Regions from separate parts of the Sus scrofa genome. Here region 2 is linked to region 1. A link is a contact called in public Hi-C data. All regions are on one chromosome and are shown on one strand. Each heading gives the region's core, a stretch centred on a gene start, on an enhancer-like site or on the middle of the called end of the contact. The rest is flanking DNA. Distances are from core to core; before and after follow the strand shown. Region 1 has its middle 65 kb from the start of MEX3B. Region 2 overlaps EFL1 (elongation factor-like GTPase 1).

What was found. Hi-C and Micro-C count contacts between places; a contact is called where the count stands out from the background.
Region 2: a Hi-C map of embryonic fibroblasts shows a contact between it and region 1, with 3 times the contacts expected there. The contact joins two enhancer-like sites. A contact is called at or near these places in 1 of 5 promoter capture datasets (liver), 24 of 47 Hi-C or Micro-C datasets (adipose tissue, alveolar macrophages, brain and 15 more) and 2 of 2 datasets of contacts at active chromatin or transcription factors (alveolar macrophages and skeletal muscle).

The regions. Positions count from the first base shown.
Region 1 is chr7:50,816,387-50,820,432 of Sscrofa11.1, forward strand. No RefSeq gene overlaps it. Among named protein-coding and RNA genes, the nearest start is that of MEX3B, 65 kb to the left of the region's middle. Within about 2 kb of position 2,530, at least 8 of the 83 cell types and tissues checked have an H3K27ac peak or open chromatin away from gene starts, as enhancers often do. A contact at or near this core is called in embryonic fibroblasts, where this site is marked.
Region 2 is chr7:50,909,101-50,912,965 of Sscrofa11.1, forward strand. All of the region lies in intron 15 of EFL1 (elongation factor-like GTPase 1), which reads right to left. Among named protein-coding and RNA genes, the nearest start is that of EFL1, 66 kb to the right of the region's middle. Within about 2 kb of position 2,176, at least 9 of the 83 cell types and tissues checked have an H3K27ac peak or open chromatin away from gene starts, as enhancers often do. A contact at or near this core is called in embryonic fibroblasts, where this site is marked.

The DNA of each region.
Region 1 (4,046 bases), core at 1,280-3,779:
AGCCTGGGAATTTCCATATGCCTTGATTGTGGCCCTAAAAAAAAAAAAATCAAGTGTGCTGATATAATAAGGCTGTTATTGGGAGGCTCCTAAGCCAATATATTTTATCTGTGGTCCTGTCTAATGTCAAACCTTACCGTTTCAGGACCTAGAGTTTCTTCTGGAACAGAGTGCAGATACCCCAGCTGTCGTGGGCTTCAGGACCTGGGGAGGGAGGGGGGCACTGTGTACAAGGATGCGCTTCCAGACACGAAGAAGAAGTGGAAGCCTGCTATTTCCCCGCGATGGACCATGGAAGGAAGAGGGACAGAGGAGAGGCAGTGGGTCGGACTCGTGTGTTGTATGGAGTCCCCACTGCAGCCCCAATCCCAGGATGTGGTGGGGGTGGGTGCTAAGATGAAGGAAGAGCTGCAAATGGAGGGGGGCTCAGGCTCTGCTGGTGCGCAGAGTACGCGTGGCGGCAGAAGTAGGGAAGGCCTGGGTGAGCGCTCCGTGGGCCTCCCTTAAGCTGGAGGGGCCCAGAAAAGCCAGTGGGTGACAACCATGCTTGAGCCCCAGGGACCCCCCCATGGTAAGGAGAGAGGTAACCCCCATAAAGGCTACAGAGTCCACAACTTTGTAGGGGTTGGGTGGAGGGTGTGTCTGAAACTCAGAAGGCTGTGAAGCACTGTGAAGAGCTGGGGGAGGGCTGAGTCCACATGGGAGAAAAACCGGACCCCGATCCAAACAAGAAAGCCAACTTCAAGTTAATCTGCATACCAGAGAGAGGTAGCCCACAGGGCAAGTGTCCCTGCCTTTGTGTCACCTTCCTCTCAAGTTCCAACCACTCCCATTCCTGGCCCTCCTCTGGTCCTCAGGGCTGCCACACTTCCTGCAGCCACAGGGCCTTTGCACATCCCACATCCCACCTCTCCTCCCTCCAAACTCTGGTTCCTGGCTCGGTCATTTTCTTGTCTTCCATACTTGTTTTATTTAGTTGTACTGTCTTTTTCTTTTTAGGGCCACACCCATGGCATATGGAAGCTCCTGGGCTAGGGGTCGCATTGGAGCTGCAGCTACAGGCCTACACCACAGCTCATGGCAACGCTGGATCCTTAACCCACGGAGCCAGTTCAGGGAACAAACCCAAATTTTCACAGAGACAACGTTGTGTCCTTAAACAGCTGAGCCACAACGGGAACTCCTATGTAGTTGTCATTTTAATCTATCTTTGATTAACACTGACCTCCCCAACAAGACGATATGCTCCCCAGGGATGGGGACAGCATTTGTTTTCACTCATCACTGTGTGTGCCCAGCACCCAGCACAGACACCAGCAAATGACAGACCCTTAACCAACCTTTGCCGAATGACTGGACTAACAGCTGAATGAGTGAATGCCCTGTCACAGTTGCTCTATGTGGCAAGAGATATTTTTTTGGTTTTGTCTTTTCAGGGCCACACCCAGGGCATATGGAGATTCCCAGGCTAGGGGTTGAATCGGAGCTGCAGCTGCCAGCCTACACCACAGCCACAGCAATGCCAGATCTGAGCTGCATCTGTAACCTAACCACAGCTCAGGGTAACGCCAGATCCTTAACCCACTGAGTGAGGCCAGGGATGGAACCTGCGTCCTCCTGGATACTAGTCAGGTTCTTAACCCACTGAGCCACAACGGGAACTCCCACATCCCTCTTCTTTGACTTCAAAGTCAAAGCAACATTTTCTTCTTCTGATGAGGAACCTGAAGACTCGCAGGGTCTTTTAGTTTTGCTTTTACTTTCCATTATGAAAATTTTCAGCAGACAATAAAAGTGAGGGGGACAGTATAACATTCTTTGGAGAAGTATTGCCAAGTAAATTACAGATATCACAGCCATTTCCTGTCAAAGACTTCAATTTGCACCTTATAGACCCTTTCCTACTTAACCCAAATACTGTTATCGAATCTAACAGAATGATCCAGCATTTTTTCATTATCAGCCCACACTCAGGCCGTATTTAGATTTCCCCAGTGATCTCCAAAATGTCTTCTACACTGGGTTTCCTGGATCCGGGAGCCAAACAAAGTCCTCACACAGAGCAGGGTGTTTTGAAACCATCTCAGATGTCTTAATTCAGACCATATGTTGAGCAGCGTGGAAGAGAGAGAGAAGCAGACAGCTCCCCTTACTCTCCTGCAACCTCAGTCCTTCGTTCCGGTCTGTTCCTGGATGGCATGCAAGGCCAAGGCCTGGGAACCCAGGTCCGTGTGGACCCCAGGCTCTGCAGGCATATTCCAGAAGCCCATGACAGCCCCCAGGAGAGGCGACCCCCAAGCCGCACTTCAGAGAAGCAGAGAGATGACCTGCCAGGAAAGTCTTTTCTTTTTCCCATCTTGCCAAGCCCTCCGGGAACCCTTGCCACCAGTTCTGAGAGGAAGGTGCCGCCTCCGGGTAGGTCGTGGGGTGGGGGGGTGCCCGCTGTGCCGTCAAACTTTGCAGAGGTCAAAGCACTTTCGCTGGTTCTCAGACCCAGTGCAGGCAGCCTGGAGGCCTGAGGTCAGCCAGAAAGGCTGCAAACTGGCGTGTGTCACCAGAATGCGGGGGGGTCGAGCTGGCTGCTGGGCACAGGACTTGGCTGTGCCAGTAAGATTTTTTTTGTCATCTTGATGGGAATTTTGTGGTTTTTCATATTGCCTTGGGATAAAATATGGGTCATAGTCCCTTGGGTCATAGTCCCCCAAATATGTAGCCACTGAATATCGTTTACTTTTCACTTATTTACTTTTTGTCTTTTGTCATTTTTAGGGCTGCACCCGCGGCATACGGAGGTTCTCAGGCTAGGGGTCCAATAAGAACTGCAGCCGCCAGCCTACACCACAGCCACAGCCACACCAGATCCGAGCCACATCTGCAAGCTGCACCACAGCTCAGGGCAATGCCAGATCCTTAACCCACTGAGCAAGACCAGGAATCGAACCCGCAACCTCATGGTTCCTAGTTGGATTCATTTCTGCTGCACCATGACAGGAACTCCTGAATTGTCCTTTAAATGACACTCTTCCAAGTTATACTTTTCCCCTCCAGCAGCCACGGAAGCATAGCATCCCCCCTCCCCCGACCTTGGCTTCCTTGCCACCACAATGAGGGAAAGACTGGAAAATTCCACCCCTAAGTTGAAGTTCCCCTGACCCTCCCCCCGAAACAATGGGGTTTGAAAAGACTGAGTCCTCTGTGGGGGCAGTCACTCTCTGTGCTCCACAAAAGCTGGAGGCCACCTGGAAACATCCCAGGAGGCACCACAGGAGCCCAGGCTCACCAGGTGGGCATAGGTGTGGTTGTTCACAGGCCACACCTTGCCTTTGAGCAGCCTGGGCTCTGCTACCGTCAGGCCTCCTGCCCCCACCCCTGCCCATCGGGACAGAGAGCCAGTCTCAGACTGAGGGCTACGGGACTCAGACACGATGGAAGAGCCACCCTGCTCTCTCCCCTCCCTCCGCTGTTGGTCCAGATACTTCTCTGTTATGGGTCCTGACTGGTGAGCTGGCAGATGTTTAGCAGCTGCCCTGGCTTCACCCACGAGATGCCAGAAGCATCATCAGACATTGCAAATGTCCCCTGGGAGTCCAGATCACCCCCAGTGGAGAACCCCTGTTTTATTTATTTTTTTTAATCTTTTTGTCTTTTTAGGGCCACACCCACGGCACATGGAGATTCCCAGGCTAGGGGTCAAATTGGAGCTACAGCTGCCAGCCCACACCACAGCCACAGCAATGGGGGATCTGAGCCATGTCTGCCACCTACACCACAGCTCACAGCAACCCACTGAGCAAGGCCGGGGATCGAACCCGCATCCTCATGGAATCTAGTCAGCTGTGTTAACCGCTGAGACACGAAGGGAACTCCAAGAGCCTCTGTTTTAGATCTTAAACAGACACTTGTTTAAAAAGTCAAAAAGTTCCAGAACTGTGTATACCAGCTGAGAGAACCACAAACCAGGCATTTCAGCAGAATTCAGGAGAGTCCCCGTTCCCCTCCCGGGGGAGGGGATGTAGGTCGGTTGAGTCCATGGGCGTCTTTCCACT
Region 2 (3,865 bases), core at 926-3,425, 92 kb after region 1:
GGTATTTAACTTACAACTGGTAGATAAAAGTCCTAGAGCTCTAAACCACAGCCCAGTGATTACAGACAGCAAGACTGTATTACGCTTAAACGTTGCTAAGAGACTCGATCTTTATTCTTCCCACCACAAAAAAGAAAGGATAATTAGGTGACATGATAGGGTAGTGTCAGCAACACTCCTGTGGGAATCATATTGCAACACAGAAATGTATTAAATCTACAGTTATATACCTTAAACATAAATAACGGTACCTGCCCATTATATCTGAAAATAAAGTTTTTAACATCCCGATGTATTCAGCATGGTGAGAACTGAAGGACAGAGTGTAAGGTGGGGAGCAGCACAGGCAGTGAAGGGTCGATGAGGTGGGTCTCGGCTCCCCGGTGTGTGACACTGGCGGAGAAGAAGTACAGGGGCCAATGGCAAATATTTCCCCTTGGGGATGGGGAAGGGGGATGTCTCACTATCTCACTTCTATATAGTCTCTCTTTCCAAACTGGGTAAAACTGACAAATTCTCATTTTTCAGCTTCTCCCTTTTCCCTTTTCAGAGGAGCCAAACTACTTCTCCTGTCCTACCACACAGTTTTTCCTCTTTATAAAAGCGAAGACCTGGATGCTAGTTTCAACTCCCATTACTCAGGCTTAAAGAAGACCCATTCTGTCTCTGAGTCTCTCCCTTTCTATAGGAAGAAGAACTAGACTACATGAACCAGGAAATTCAAGGAAGCTGCATGTCAAAAATCACTACAGCATCTTTTCATTTAACGATCACAGAAAAGAGGAGAGTCGGTAACAGAAATATCCTAAATAATCTCAGCCACACAACTCTACGGAACATAAAAATCTGTCTACTAAGGGATGGCGAGGACAGCGTCATTTGTTGCACAAGTCAAAACCACCTCAATCTCAGCTTTCCCATCTGCCAAATAAAGATAATAAGTTCACCACTTAAGTTTGCTGTGAGACTTAAATAAGAAAACATAAGCAAAACTGAGTCACTGAACACCTGGCATGGCATGCAACAGGTACTAAGTAAATGGTGGTTAAATCCCTCTATATATCGTTCAAGAACATTTACTATGTGTGCCATCTCTATTAGTATCGGTTAATGAAAAATATGCAAATATAATGACATTGATTACGTAAACTGTTTCGAAAATGAAACTTTACAATTATCATTTTAGAAAAATTGAAGGTTTGCGGCACTGAAGAAAAACAACCATTATACAATAAATCTAATTGCTGCCCCTGTCGAGACCTAAAAGAAAATGTTCCTCTCTCTACCCTGCTCTCACCCCCAGGGGAGAGGGGCTTTGCCTTTGATTTTTCAAAGCATATCTGATTTCTTCCAGCCATTACAGAGTCAAATAAGATGGATTTAGATACAACGGCGAAGGAATAACAACACTTACTTCTATTCTGCACTTGAACCAACAGACTCAAATCCTTTGAAATATGATCATCAATGCAATTACATGCTGAACTGCTGTAAATTAACAAACAGTCATCTGGGAAACATAAAGCAAAACTAGTGACAATGTGCTTCTAATTGCATGGGAGATCAAGATATTAGTGATATTTTATATGCTGCTTCACTGCCCAAGAAACAGCATACATTTTTCATAACAATGACTTTTTTCAACCAGAAACAACCCATGGAGTCAAAACTCAATTTACAGGGTGAAGAGGAAACCGAAGGGAAAAAAATACACAACTGAAACAATGCCTTTAGTATCTGGAAGAGAGGTGGGACGGGCAGGAGCAAGAAAGAAAAAAAGAGCGAGCGAGCCAAAATACATTTATATTACTGCTTTGAAATCACTCTTTAGATTCAAACAGCAAGCTAAACTAATTTTTTTTTGTCTTAATGATTCAGACATCTCAACCTCCAATGATTAAAATAGCTTCTCTGCAGTTTGCAAGACTCTGAGCTGGGCAAGGGGGTATATAGTCATAGTGCCTACACATAGGAATCCTCATTGCGTTAACAAACTTTAGTCTAGCAAAGCACAAAACCTACTTGGCACTCATATGTCCCTCACCCAACAGCTTAATACTCTTTATAAACACAGAGGTAGAGGCTACAAAATTTACACAGGGGCTCTGGCGCGGGGCATAGGCTCACACACATGCTCTCACATGCGTCTTTGTTCCTGTTTTCCAATATGATGAAAATCTGTGGGAAAGGCTGCCCCCTTGTGTTCATTTCAGGGCAGCTGTGGTCCTTGCTATAGCTGGAACAACCATGATGGCTTCAGAGAGCAGACTTAGCCCACTCAAGCTCTACTCAGAAATCTGGGCTGGTATAATTGTTTGGGTTTTTAGAAAAAGTGGCAATGCTTCTTTCATGCCCAGGAAAACCACTCTGGACCTCTACTGAGGCACAGCCACGTGCAGCTGGTTCTTGTGCGTACAATCAGGATGAGAACCACCTTTTTAAAGCTCCTAGTTGTGAGAAGAGATCTTTAGAGGGATGTAATTCCTATCTGTCAAATGGCCTCTGGAGCTCTGGCTTCCCAAATGTCACCTAAAGAAACCCACTGAAAGAAGGGCCAAGAGGATACTGAGAACACCAAAGTAACTAAAACAGGGAGGAAAGCCCATGATATGGTTAATTAGTAAGGTTCTTAGAAAAGCAATTAAGAGAGAAAGAAAGGCTTATCATGAGAGATCATCTGACTCAACCTTCTTTTACATGGATATACTTTCAGGCCTGGAAGTTCCCACAGAAGGAGCCAACTTGCTAGAGGTCTCAGCTGGCAGTCCTAGGGCTGTTTCTCATTTATGAGGCCACCTCATTGGCAAGCGCGGGATCAAAAACTGTGGCAGGCCTATAAATAATTTGGAAACTTAACATTAAACACCCAGCAGGAGAAATCTAACCTCCTGGGTAAGACATACAGTAAGCATGAAATACATGTATGTTAGAGAATGACTAGGCTATAAAATCAAGCAAACAAAGGTTTGCCTTTTCAGAGCAAACAATAGCTCACTACATGTTAAAAAACAAAAACTAACAACAACAACAACAAAAAAAACCCTCCATCTTTTCTTTCCCCCCTTTTGGAGACTCTGGATCCTGAGAAAGAAAGGCCTGTTAAAGACAATGATATCCCTTCACTTCCCCCAAATCTCAAGTCAAATGTCCAAAGAAAGGTAAGAATTAGGGAAAGACTATGTCAACACAGGAGCAAAATGCCAGAAAATCTGAAAAAGAGAGTGAGATCAAAGGTCACCCAGGCATCCTGGAATTAATTTATGCCACTAAGAGAGCAACTGGTCTTTCCACAAGTTAGAAATAAGAGATCTTGGACCTCACATAAATACCCTCAAGTAAGAAGGCACAGGGCAGATGTCTTCATGTCTTCAGTGAAAACCCTGGGACAGAAGTAGTAATTTTGGCTACTTGCCAGCCAGCTCAATTGGAGTCAGCCAGGCCTGGGGCCCACGACAAAAGAGCTGATATGAACCTGGAAAGGGCTTCTCCCCAAAACAGACTAGTCCTGCTACAACGGAATGGCCTAAAATGACCTGGTAATAAGAAAGTTAGGAGGCCAGAACAACTCAGGGCGGAGTTTAAGTCACAGTCCCTTCCTAAGCTCCTCATCACTACAAAGGGCTCAGTATGGTAAGGACGTCGATTCTTCCCAAATGAACTTGGAAATTCACATATATAAAACGATTTCTTACTAAAAGAACATGCACATGTAGGAATGTATGTTTATGCATGGACAGAAGTTTGGAAAAACACACATTAGACTATACATTCTAAACTCTGCAGTGATTGCCCCTAGGAAGGTAACTCCCCTAGTTTATATTATTGAGCTTTACAATAAAAGAAGGTGACCACAACTTACTTCTGT